Linked DNA regions of Ovis aries: region 2 is linked to region 1. Evidence: chromatin contacts called from public Hi-C data. All regions are on one chromosome and are shown on one strand. Each heading gives the region's core, a stretch centred on a gene start, on an enhancer-like site or on the middle of the called end of the contact. The rest is flanking DNA. Distances are from core to core; before and after follow the strand shown. Region 1 overlaps MYO5B (myosin VB). Region 2 holds the start of MYO5B (myosin VB).

Evidence for each region. A called contact is a pair of places that touch in the nucleus more often than the background predicts.
Region 2: a Hi-C map of liver shows a contact between it and region 1, with 7 times the contacts expected there. The contact joins the promoter of MYO5B here to the enhancer-like site in region 1. A contact is called at or near these places in 5 of 16 Hi-C or Micro-C datasets (blood, hypothalamus, liver and 1 more).

The regions. Positions count from the first base shown.
Region 1 is chr23:49,915,557-49,921,809 of ARS-UI_Ramb_v3.0, reverse strand. It overlaps MYO5B (myosin VB), which reads left to right. Exons shown (of 39, transcript XM_042239477.2): 8 at 5,600-5,707. Among named protein-coding and RNA genes, the nearest start is that of ACAA2, 140 kb to the right of the region's middle. Within about 2 kb of position 3,894, at least 4 of the 54 cell types and tissues checked have an H3K27ac peak or open chromatin away from gene starts, as enhancers often do. A contact at or near this core is called in liver, where this site is marked.
Region 2 is chr23:50,127,632-50,133,671 of ARS-UI_Ramb_v3.0, reverse strand. It overlaps MYO5B (myosin VB), which reads left to right and starts at 3,322. Exons shown (of 39, transcript XM_042239477.2): 1 at 3,322-3,402. The coding sequence starts at 3,355. It also overlaps the pseudogene LOC132658507.

The sequences.
Region 1 (6,253 bases), core at 2,645-5,144:
GCAGTAACAGGGACCAGAAAGGCAGGCCATGTAAAGGCTGACACCATCCTCCCCCACTCCTTCCCACGGGCCCTGCGGGACCTCTCAGAGCCAACCTGCAGGGGATGAAGACTTTTTTCTAGGGCTAATTTTATAGAAAATGAATGAATACTGGCAAGACCCATCTGGCTGTATTTGGACCATTTTATTCCAAATGTAACTTTAATAGGAAAGAAATCATCGGGTTTTTTTTTCCCCCCACTTACAGGAGAGCATTGAGGTGAGAAATGACTTTTCTTTACTCCGTGTTTCAGCAAGATGCAAGCTCCTTAGGCCCCTGGCTGGAGAGTTGAAAAACTACCCAATTGGATTAGTTTCTTGCTTTCTTACCTGCCTGTGCCCTCCAAGAGCATCTTGGAGTGACGTGAAGAGCCTTTGATAAGCTCTCATGCTCAGGCGTGAGGCTGTCTTCTGCCTTGTGGGTGGATTGGCTGTGAGCCCTGAAGCTTGACATTTTTAGTTCCACTGACAACCCTGGTTGAGTGGATGGAAACGTCAAATAAAAGAAGGACGAGCCGGTGGCTTCTAGTGAATATTCAGACATGCCTCGCCTTCCTCTCCCTTTTCTTCACTTAAACTGTTGTTCAAATGCAGAGGTCTCTGTAAGACCCCTTGGCCCTGCAGGAGTTCTGTGCATTTGTCTGAGGACAGAGTAGCTAACAGATGTGCAGACAGCCAGCCACACTTTCCTTTGCCCTGTTGTTGGTGGTCTGTTGTATTAAAATGACCTCAGTGTGAGATTTTAAAAAAATATACAATTAATAATATGTTAGAGAATGAATGCGTGCCTGCTAAGTAACTTTGCGACGCTATGGACTGCGACACTATGGACTTTAGCTCACCAGGCTCCTCTGTCCATAGGATTCTCCAGGCAAGAATCCTGGAGTGGGTTGCCATGCCCTCCTCCAGGGGATCTTCGCAACCCAGGGATCAAACCCACGTCTCTTATGTCGCCTGAACTGGCAGGCGGGTTCTTTACCTCGAGTGCCACCTGCGAAGCCTTAGAATATGCATAAATGCTGGTTAAAAGAAGTATCATGGACTCACATTCCTGTCACACAGTCAGGAATAAATCCTTTCTTCTTTTATTTCCCTGGCTATACTGATACAGTTTTATAAGTACCCTCTCTTGCCTTGCACAAGTTGGAGTACAGCCTCCCCAGGTGAAGTACAAGCCCTGGGCCGGGGTCTTGATGGTCCTTTGCTCTCATTGCTGGCTTCACGACCCCTTTGTACACTGGTTTGATCCAGTGAACCAGTTAATAGGGGATTCCATGGTGTTTGTCTCCTTGGAAATTCTAAGTAAAGAGAGAGACCCGACTGGAGGACAAGAGAAGCCCTCTGTAGGATGGGATAATTGGCTTCCTGGGCCTAAACGTAGAGCTGAGATGCAGGCAGGCTAAGTAAATAGGGACTGCAGCCTGTTGGGATGTCTGTCTTATGAAGAGAGTCTGCGGTGTTATGTTAACAGAGGTGAATGCAGCCTTAAAGCAGAGGGAAGGAAGACAGTTATTTTGATTGTAGTAGAGGATGCTGTGATTGGCCAGGGTACCCTTGCAGTGATGAACCTCAGTGGGGGGAAGTTAGCCTGCAGGGCCTGTGAGTTTGGGAACTCAAAGCCCAGAAGGGTGGAGTGGTCTGTCTGACTTAGAATGTGAGATGGCAGGGCCCTGGCTGCTGACAACAACAGGTGTTTGATTTTGAAAATGCCTCCTTCCCTCCAGGGTGACAGTTTAGTATTCTTCTTCTTGGAGTCGCAGACAACTCTAGTATATCAGCTGATACTTTTGATAAAAAGTTAAGTTGTATCTATGGCTAAGCAATGGGATTTCATAGATAACCATCTCCTTAGCAGGGTGATCAAGGAATGGGCTGCCAGGCCTGGCCAAACCCTGGGTGAGCCTGCCCCTAAAAACCCTATGATGCTCAGTTTGCCTGTCTGGAAAATGGGAGTAAATATACATTTGGCCCTCCATATCTGCGGTTTCTACTTCCGTGGATTCAGCGAACCGAAATTCGACCCACAGTTGTAGAGGGCTGATTGTATTACAGCATTTTATATAAGTTGCTCGGTTGTGTCCGACTCTTTGTGACCCCATGGACTGTAGCCCGCCAGGCTCCTCTGTCCAGGGGATTCTCCAGGCAAGAATCCTGGAGTGTTTTGCCATTCCCTTGTCCAGGGGATCTTCCCGACCCAGGGAGCAAACCTGGGCTTCCTGCTCTGCAGGCAGATCCTTTACTGTCTGAGCCGCTGGGGAAGCTCTATTTTATATAAGAGACTTCAGGATCTGTAGATTTTGGTATCTGTGAGGGGGGGGGGGGTCCTGGAACCAACCCTCTATGGATACACAGTTCAGTTCAGTTCAGTCACTCAGTTATGTCCGACTTTTTGTGACCCCATGAATCGCAGCATGCCAAGCCTCCCTGTCCATCACCAACTCCCGGAGTTCACTCAGACTCACGTTCATCGAGTCCGTGATGCCATCCAGCCATCTCATCCTCGGTCGTCCCCTTCTTCTCCTGCCCCCGATCCCTCCCAGCATCAGAGTCTTTTCCAATGAGTCAACTCTTCACGTGAGTTGGCCAAAGTACTGGAGTTTCAGCTTTAGCATCATTCCTTCCAAAGAAATCCCAGGGCTGATCTCCTTCAGAATGGACTGGTTGGATCTCCTTGGAGTCCAAGGGACTCTCAGGAGTCTTCTGCAACACCACAGTTCAAAAGCATCAATTCTTTAGCACTCAGCCTTCTTCACAGTCCAACTCTCACATCCATACATGACCACAGGAAAAACCATAGCCTTGACTAGACGGACCTTAGTCGGCAAAGTAATATCTCTGCTTTTGAATATGCTATCTAGGTTGGTCATAACTTTTTCCAAGGAGTAAGTGTCTTTTAATTTCAAGGTTGCAGTCACCATCTGCAGTGATTTTGGAGCCCAAAACAATAAAGTCTGACACTGTTTCCACTGTTTCCCCATCTATTTCCCATGAAGTGATGGGACCAGATGCCATGATCTTTGTTTTCTGAATGTTGAGCTTTAAGCCAACTTTGTCACTCTCCTCTACAGGGACGACTGTATTCAGTCATCCTCATACAGACACTGTAAAAATCATCAAACGAGGTGTTTTGAAAGATAAATGTGAAGGGGGCATAGAATTGGTGTTTTATTAAACCTCTGAAGCTGTTAACAATACTCTGTCAGAGCTTCCAGGGTGATGAGAACGAAAGATCCAAATTTGCCATCTTCCACAAAGACCTAATGTCACTTGCTTCATCAAAGTGGGCTTTTGCTGTGGCCGTGAGTGAGCTCGGGGCTGAAGTCCTTCATCTCCCCGCTCAGGTGCCTGCAGTCATCAGGGGGCGTTGAAACAACCTCTCCAGAAGGCCCGCCCTCATTAAACGTGACTGCTACTATGCTGTTTATTCCTGTGTACAGTGTTCCTTGCTGGTTGTGTGGGAGACTGGGGTTTGGGGCTGAGTTCTGCTGCTTCCTTGCTGGGCCTGATAGCGTGGACTGGGCCGGTGGGAGGAATTGGCAGAGTGCAGTGCTCCCTGGAGCGTAGGATTGGAGGTGGGGAGTGGAGAGATCTGGCAGGGCCTGAACAAGTGGAGCCCGAGGAGTGGCAGTGAGGAAGCTGTTGGGTCTGGGACGTACAGGTGGCAAAGGAAGGAAGAGCCTTGGGTCTGGAGTGTTTGGAGGAAGCCACTTAATCAAAGGTCCGGGAGGCCCTTCTCGGGAGCTTGACCTTTCCCTTGAGGGCAGTGGTCTCCACGGAGCGTTCGGCAGGGAGTGGTGTGATCAGTTTCCGGCGATTTGGAGGAGTGTTTTGAAAGGACAGGAGCAGAAGCCAGGGGAACTTTTGCAACAGTTCCCAGACAACAGGAGCTGAAGGTCAGGCCTGGGGCAGTGGCGGTCAGGAGGGAGGAAGGAAAGAGAGTGAAGAAATTCTTCGGAGATCAAGTCAGAAGGACAGGTATTGAAGGGGGTCACCAGGAGTTGCCGGGAAGCTGTGCTGAAGCCCGTGTAGCTCATGTGCCATCAACTGTGCGTGCCCAGATCAAGAGAAGATCTTTGAGCTGGTGTTTGCAGGGGCGGAAGGAAAACAGCCAGTGTCCAGTGTTGGCACGTTATCAAATCCAAGCCCTGGACAGGGTTGTAGCCCCACAGAGGTGCTAGTTCGTGGAAAGTGTAAGTGACTTTCGAGGGTAATGTTGATTGGCTGCAACTGTTGCCTGAAACCCTGGCTTCTGAGCCCTGGGGTGCAGACGCTCCCCTGAGGACACCTCTGGATCGATAACTGGCTGCCTGTTCACTCCCCGTCCAGGCGGTGAGCAGAGGCCTGATGGAAGAGGAATTAAACTGAGGATTGAGGGCAAGCACTGAGCCTCAACCTGGGTTTACACACATGCTTAAATAGCTCACAATGCCCTAACATTTAAAACAAAAAAGGCTGTGTCCCCCTGGGCACGTCACTGCCCTTCATGTGTTAAACGAAGCTGTCAGAGATTACGGATGGTCACGGAGGTCTGCTTCTAGGGTGGGTGTACATTTTTTTTTACCATGTTTCTCAGAGCCTTTTAAAGATAAGTCTGCTGTAATTGAACTCTTCTGTAATTGAATTCTACTGTAATTGAACCAGCCATTTTATTTTCTCATGTTTTTTCACGTATCCGTTTAATGCAAGCAACAGGTTCTCCACTGAAGTGTAGTTTTCTGTCTTTTGATCCTCAGTCTTCTGTCCCATTTGCTGTGGTCAATAAAGATGATATTTGAAACCCTGTTTGGCTCCACTTAAACGAGGCACCTAGAATAGTCAAACTCATAGAGTCAGAAAGTACATTGGTAGATGCCCAGGGGTGCGGGTGGGGTCAGGAGGGGGAAGGGGACTTAGTGTCTAATGGGGACAGAGTTTCGGTTTAGGAAGGTGAAAAATTCGGGAGGTGGGTGGTGGCAAGGTTGCACAGCAGTGTGAATGCACGCAGTGCCACTGAACCCTGTAGTTGAAAGAAAGTGAAAGTGAAGGTCGCTCAGTCGTGTCCAACTCTTTGCGACCCCATGGACTGTACAGTCCATGGAATTCTCTAGGCCAGAATACTGGAGTGGGTAGCCTTTCCCTTCTCCAGGGGATCTTCCCAACCCAGGGATCAAACCCAGGTCTCCCACATTGCAGGCAGATTCTTTATCAGCCGAGCTACAAGGGAAGCCCAAGAATACTGGAGTGGGTAGCTGGATTATCCCTTCTCCAGCGGATCTTCCCAACCCAGGAATCGAACCGGGGTCTCCTACATTGCAAGCGGATTCTTTACCAACTGCGCTATGAGGGAAGCCACGAACTCTGTAGTTAAATATGATTAAAATAGTATGTTTTATGTAACTCTTACCTCAATTTAAAAAAAGAAAAAGATGAAATTTGAAAGGGTTCCATATCTTGCTGGGAATAAACTCTGGCCTGGGACAGCTTGCCCCGGGGCTAGGCATCCTTGGGGGCGTGCTCTGCGGTGACCCTGGGACGCAGCATCCCCCCCGTGCCTGACTCCTCACTTCCCTCCCCACTGCAGCCTGTGCTGAGGACTTCTTCTACACGTCACAGGGAGGAAACACGGTCATCGAGGGTGTGGATGATGCTGAGGACTTTGAGAAGACTCGACAAGCATTCACGCTCGTTGGTAAGGAGCTTGGGGATGGGGAGAAGGGACCAAAGGGTTGATTTCACGGAGAAGAAAGCTCAGCAATGTCCTACTTGGCTTACCAAGCTTAATAAGCTGGTGGGGAAGCCCTCTGGCTCCTGGTGAATATCTTCTTCTTTTTATTCTACCCCAACCTGCAGGCTCCCAAGCTGATGGTGTGGAGCTCTTATGCCCTTTCTTAACAATAGGATTTGAGCGTTGATCTCTCGGATCAACCATGGACCACCATGGGCACCCCCCCTGCCCCGCCCCTTTCATTCCCGCAGGGCATGGACACAAACTGAGAGGAGACGTATCTCTTTTGTGTTGTGGTCTGGGTTTGAAGCAGTGTGTTCTAGCAGAAAGAACGTGCCCTCGGGGCTGTACTACCTACGAACCGCCACTGTGGGATCCAAGTTGGAAATGGAGCGTAAAGACCTGGCAGCTCTGTAATTCAGGCAGTGTTATGTCTGTTAATGCTGTTTCCATCTCGAGCTTAGCAGTGGAATCCATAAAACAAGAATTTCTCTCTGTTCTTCTCAGTCC
Region 2 (6,040 bases), core at 2,073-4,572, 210 kb before region 1:
CACCGCAGGATACTTTTTGTATGTGATTGTCTTAGCCACCTCTTGCTGCATAACAAATTATCCCAAAACTTAGTGGCTTCAAAACCATACACATTTATTATCTCACAGTTTAATTTAGACACAGCTTTTCTGCATCCTCAGCTTCTGGGTGTCCCACGTGTCTGCCATCAAAGTGCCAGCTGGGGGTGTGGTCTTCAAGTCAAGTCTGAAGCCTTGGCTAGTGCAGAATCTGCTTCCAAGCTCACTCAGCACTGGGAGAATTCAGTTTTCGAGTGCTGTTGGTCTGAGGCTACCCTCAGTTTCTTGTCACTTGAATCTCTCCATAGGGCGGCTCACAACAGGTTAGCTTGCTTCATGGGAGCAAACATATGAGAAATGCCAGAGAAAATTCCAGCAAGACAAAGTCACAGTCTTATAACGTACTCATGGAAGTGATTCCCCATCGCCTTTGCTAGACTCAAATCACTAGGTCCAGCACAATTCACTTACTATTTCTTGAGGTCTGCTTTGAGCAAGGCAATGGGTCTGTGTTGTTCCTGCCTTAGAGCCTAGTGTTGAGAAGCCAGTGATATTAGTGGGCTTCCCAGGTGGCACTAGTGGTAAAGAACCCGCCTGCCAATGTAGGAGGTGTAAGAGACACAGGTCACATCGCTGGGTTGGGAAGATCCCCTGGAGGAGGGCATGGCAAAATTCCAGTATCTTTGCCTGGAGAATCCCATAGGCAGAGGAGCCTGGCAGGCTACAGTCCATAGGGTCACAAAGAGCTGGACATGAATGAAGTGACTTAGCACACACACACAGGGATATTAGTACACACACATTACAGGGTGCAGTGCAGATGAATGCTTTGGAAGTTCAAAGTTCTTCCTCATTTGTATGTGATGGAAAGCACCATCTGTCAGGAAGGAGAGCAAGTCACTTACAATGAGTGTCTTCTCTTTACTTTGAGAAACCATGGAGCACAGAGCAGTGCTTCTTAAAAGTATGAGCCCTATACCATCTAGGGTACTTAATAAACATGCACACACATGGACCAACCGGATTAGTATCCCCCGGCATCCTCTTTACCCTGATTCCCACTAAAGTTCACGAAATGCTGGCAGGTGCTTAGGCTCTAGAGTGTGATAGAGTTTGAGTTCAATACTGGCTCTCTGACCTAGAATGTCTCCCCAACACCCTCAGCCTCACTTTGCTCAGCTGTGAAACAGTTAATATCTGAACTGCCTCTAAAAGGTTGCTTTGAGTCTCAGACAAGATCGCAGAAGTAAAGCACTTGGCAAATGCTTTTTCCTGGCACAAAGTAAGTTTTCAAATGTTTTTATTATTATTCCAAGGAGAGAAAGCCTATATCTGATTGTGGGATTCAGTTCAGATCAGTTCAGTCGCTCAGTTGTGTCCAACTCTTTGCGACCCCATGAATTGCAGCACACCAGGCCTCCCTCTCCATCACCAACTCCCGGAGGTCACCCAAACTCATGTCCATCGAGTCGGTGATGCCATTCAGCCATCTCATCCTCTGTCGTCCCCTTCTCCTCCTGCCCCCAATCCCTCCCAGCATCAGGGTCTTTTCCAGTGAGTCAACTCTTTGCATGAGGTGGCCAAAGTATTGGAGTTTCAGCTTTAGCATCAGTCCTTCCAAAGAACACCCAGGACTGATCTCCTTTAGAATGGACTGGTTAGATCTCCTTGCTGTCCCAGGGACTCTCAAGAGTCTTCTCCAACACCACAGTTCAAAAGCATTAATTCTTCATTAGACATCCACAAAGTTCTGGCCAAGAGTAGGAGCCTCCTCAGGGACGTGATTCAGCTCAGTCAGCGTGAATTCAGCTTTTGATTCATGCCAGGTATGATGGAAGCCAGAAAGTTGGACCTGGATTGGGGGTGGGGACAAAGGATGGTCACGTGAGTCTCAGGTTGGTCAGAGGGCTTAGAGGGATTGCTAGCATTGTCTACCCGGCAGGTGGAGAAGTGGATCTAGAGGTTAGAGCTGGATTTGAGAGTTAACATTGCGGTGAGAAGAGAGATAAGGGCGCGTGGCTGAGAAGAAAGCTGAGATCTGGGAAATGGGCCACAGTTTTATTCAGGAAGAGAAAGAAGAAGGTGTGGTTAGCAAAGCTGGGAAAACAGAGAAGAAAAATGATAGAGGCCAAGGGGGGACAAGAACATAGCGAGAGTCAGTTCCCACCCCAAGCTTCAGACAGAGACGGCAGTTTCAATAGGATGGGGTTGAGAGGGAACTGCCTAGGAAGGAATGAGAGCAGAGTTTCTTAACCTTGACTGCCATTAGAACCACCTGAAAATGCTTAAAAGTCTCTTTGCTCAGACAGCACCCCAGACAAGCCAAATCAGAATTTCTGGGAGTGGGAGCCAGGCATTTGTCTTTGTAAAAGTGATTCCAATGTGCAGAAAGTGTTGAGAACCAGTGAATTACAGAGGGGCTAGACGTGGGTAAGGGAAGTCCACAGGAGTTACTACCTCAACAAGCGGAGCAGAAAAGAGCAGAGGGGAAAGTCAAGAGCCAGTTGAGAGGGCTGACTGCTCGGAGGGTAAAGAATCTGCCCGCAGTGTGGGAGACCCGGGCTTGATTCCTGGGTGGGGAAGATTCCCTGGAGAAGGCAATGGCTACCCACTCCATTATTCTTGCCTTGAGAATTCCATGGACAGACAAGCTGGTGGACCACACTCCATGGGTCGCTAAGAATCAGGCACGATTGAGCACCTCTCATACACACTTCCCTGCTGTTGGAATGGTAGGACCACTGAGTGAGCACAGGGGTGGAGGAGGCGAGGGGATCTGGAGTAGCGGTGGGCTGAGTCTTAGCAAAGGAGGCTTTCTTACCTGAGAGGGAAGGACCCGGGCGAGATGTGGAGACACAGGTGTTGAGCCTCACTCCCAGCCTTTCTGATTGGTCCTCAATGAGGCCCCATATTTTGTATATCTAAAAATTTCCAGGTGATGCTATTGGCCCTGAGGGCCACACTTCAAGAACTACCAGAATACAGGGAAGGACACTCTGCAGACAGGTTTTTGAGGGAGAGAGACAGGACAGGAGCTCCCTTTCAGATCCAAGAAGAGTCGTCCAAGCTTAGGTCATTGGCATTGGTCAACCCTGGAAGTACGATTCTTTAGAATTAGAGGGGGAACTTCAGATACTGGGGTCCCACCCTTCGCCAAATGGAGTTCCTCACGGTGGAACTGTTAAAGCTCCCCGGGTGATTCTCATTGAGGAGGCATGGTTGAGAAGGGCAGCAGGTGGACTAAATAGGGATCCTGCTTTCCAAGCGAGAAGGTCTTAAATGGGACGGGTCTGAGAATCTCCCGCCCGGCAGTGGGGCTCCGGAAGAGCCGCAGACATGGATGCTCTGGCTGAGAACTGCTTTCAGAAGTCATCCCTCATTCAGGTACAAAAGCCAACTCGGAAGACAGCGTCTCCTCCTACAGCCCTTGCTCTGCCTTTACAGACTCCTGCCAAGTCTTTTCCTTTTTGGCTGAGATTTCTACTTTTCTTTGGAAGCCAAAGAGAGCGCAAAGCTGCTAGGTGTCACTGGCAGACGCGACCAAAGTAAATGAGACAGAGAACGGCAGAGGGGCTGGGAGTGTGCGTGAGAGGGAGGGAGGGGGGAAATGTGAGGTTTCCCAGAGAGGCAAACAGTTCTCCGTTGGAGCGGCCGGGAGCCTAGTTGGAAGCTGTGGGTGAAATTTGCAAAAGTGGAGAAGGGTTTCGACTCTCACGTTGCTTGCTCTCAGATTTCAGCGCGGGGCGCTATTTGGTGCAGACAATCTCGAGTACCTCCAAATCGTCTTTAACAGGCTACCCATAACTGAATTTTAATAATGGGAATGTTAACGCCCAGGGAAAATCCACAGGAAAAATATATGAAGCCTTTCGGCCACAGGCGTCTCTCCTTTTTATTCCTCTTTTCCCTTCTCTGGTTCTTCCTCTTCTTTGTGTTTTGCTTTCCTGGTCTCCTCTGGGTGCCCGCCCAGCCTCCCGGGGCGCAGTCCGCGCGGGGGCTGCGCGCGGCAGGTGCAGGGCTAGCACCTGCCCCGCGCGCGCCCGGCGGCCGGCAGGGGGCGGTCGGCGATCGCTCTGCGCGCGGCCCCGCCCCGGCCCCGGGGACCCCGCGGCGGCGGGCCCGGCCCCCGTAGGGCGCATAGGAGGCGGCGGCGGCGGCGCACCGGCCGCGCGCCCGCCCGCTCCCTCCGGCGCGCCCGCGCCGCCTCCCATACCTGCGCGGGGAGCGGCGCCGCGGCCTCCTCCCCCGCTCGCCCGCCGCCGCCGCCGCGGGAGTAAAGGTCGCTCCCGCAGACAGCGAGCCGGCCGCGGCGCCTCCAGGAAGCCGGCGGGGCAGGTCGGAGAGGAGGGGAAAGAGCCGAGAAACTCGGGCAGAAGATGGCGCCGGACGGGCCGGCCGAGGACTGAGAGCCGCCGGGACCTGCCGCCCGCCGAGGGCACCGCGTCCGGGCTCGGCCCGGCCGGCGCGGTCATGTCGGTCAGCGAGCTCTACAGCCAGGTGAGCGCGGGCCGCGCGGAGCCCGGCGCGCGGGGGAGGCGGCGCGGCGCGCGGCCCGCGGGGGCTCGGTACCCCGCAGTTCCGTCGGGGCGCCGGCCACTCCTCGGAGCCTCCCAGCTCCGCGCCGCCTCCGAGCCCCTAACTTCAGGTGGCGGAGAAAGTTTGGCTGTTCCGGGAGCGCCCCGGCCAGGACCGTACCCCGGCTCCCCGAAGCCCTGCCGTAGCTGTCCTCGCCCCGGCGCGGTCCGGCCGAAGCCCCCGGCACCGTCCGGCTCGGAGCCCGGGCCGCGGGGACCGCCCTTCCCACCCCGCCGCCCGCGGTGGGCCCCTACTCGGGGACCCCCACCTCGGTGCTCTGCAGCGCGATCTTACGAGGGCGACCCTCTCACGTGCCAAAGAGGGGGAACCCTGAATTCGGGGGGTGACCCTCTCGCATGCCAAAGGATCTGAATTCGGGGGGTGCGTTCCTCCATTTGCGGGGTGGGGAGAAAAGGTGGGGGCTCAACCTGGGGGCGGGGCGCGGCGGCAAGGGGGTGGGGAAGCGGCGGATCTAAGGATGCTCGGGGGACCTCGGGAGGGCGCGGGGAGCGCTTTCTTACTCCGTCGCGGGGTGGGTATTTTGAGGTGGTCCCTCCTGGCGGGCCCCAAGTGGGCTTCAGTCCCTGTGGGGAGGGGGTGGGAGTACTGCTGAACCCCGGGGTGGAGTGTGGGATTTCCAGGATGTCCTCAAGGTCAGAATGGATGTGTGGAACTCGGTCCTCGGACTCGAGAGAAACAGGTGCGGCGAGCTGGAGACAGCCCGGCTTCCGCAGCAGTTGCCGCGATTGAAGTTAGAGACGGGACGCCGCTTCCCCCAGCGCCCGCCGTCGCCGGGGCCCCTCGGGTTTGTGCTTGGTGCCGGCGCGGGGGGCGGTGAGGGGGTGAGGGGCCTTTTGTACGTTCGTACCCCATCCCCCCTTAAAAAGCTTTTTTTCTTTTCTTTTTTTTTTTTGAGTTCTGGATGTCCTGGACACGTCTTCTGCCGGTTTGTCTTCACTGGGGCCGGGACACGTTTGGGGTGCCTGGTGCCCACCTGTCCACGTGTGCAGAGGGGTGCCTGGCGCGTGCGCGGGTGTGTTGTCCCCAGGACGCGCGCCTGGGCCAACCGGTCTGGGCGGGGGAGGGACAGGTACTTCCGCATCCTCACCTGGGAACTTCGCGTGGTTGCCCCGCACCTGGGCGAGCCCTTCAGCCCTGTGGGCTGGCCTCCCCCTTTCCGTTTGAGGAAGTTTCTAATTCCTCGCCCTCTTGGGAGAGGGGGGGAACAGGGCCGAACCCGGATGACACGAGGTTGGCAGTGGAGTCTGTAACAGGGCTGGGGGCGGGGTCGCCCTCACCTGGTGCATCTCCGCCAGCCCCAGGGGTGCCGGCCGCGATTGCTGATGAAAGAAAGGGTGTGAGGCTGGGGCCCGGGGCTGCGCTCTGTGGCGTTTCTGGTTTTGGAAGAGTGCCGCATCTTGTTGACCACTGGGAGTCTTGGGAGGAG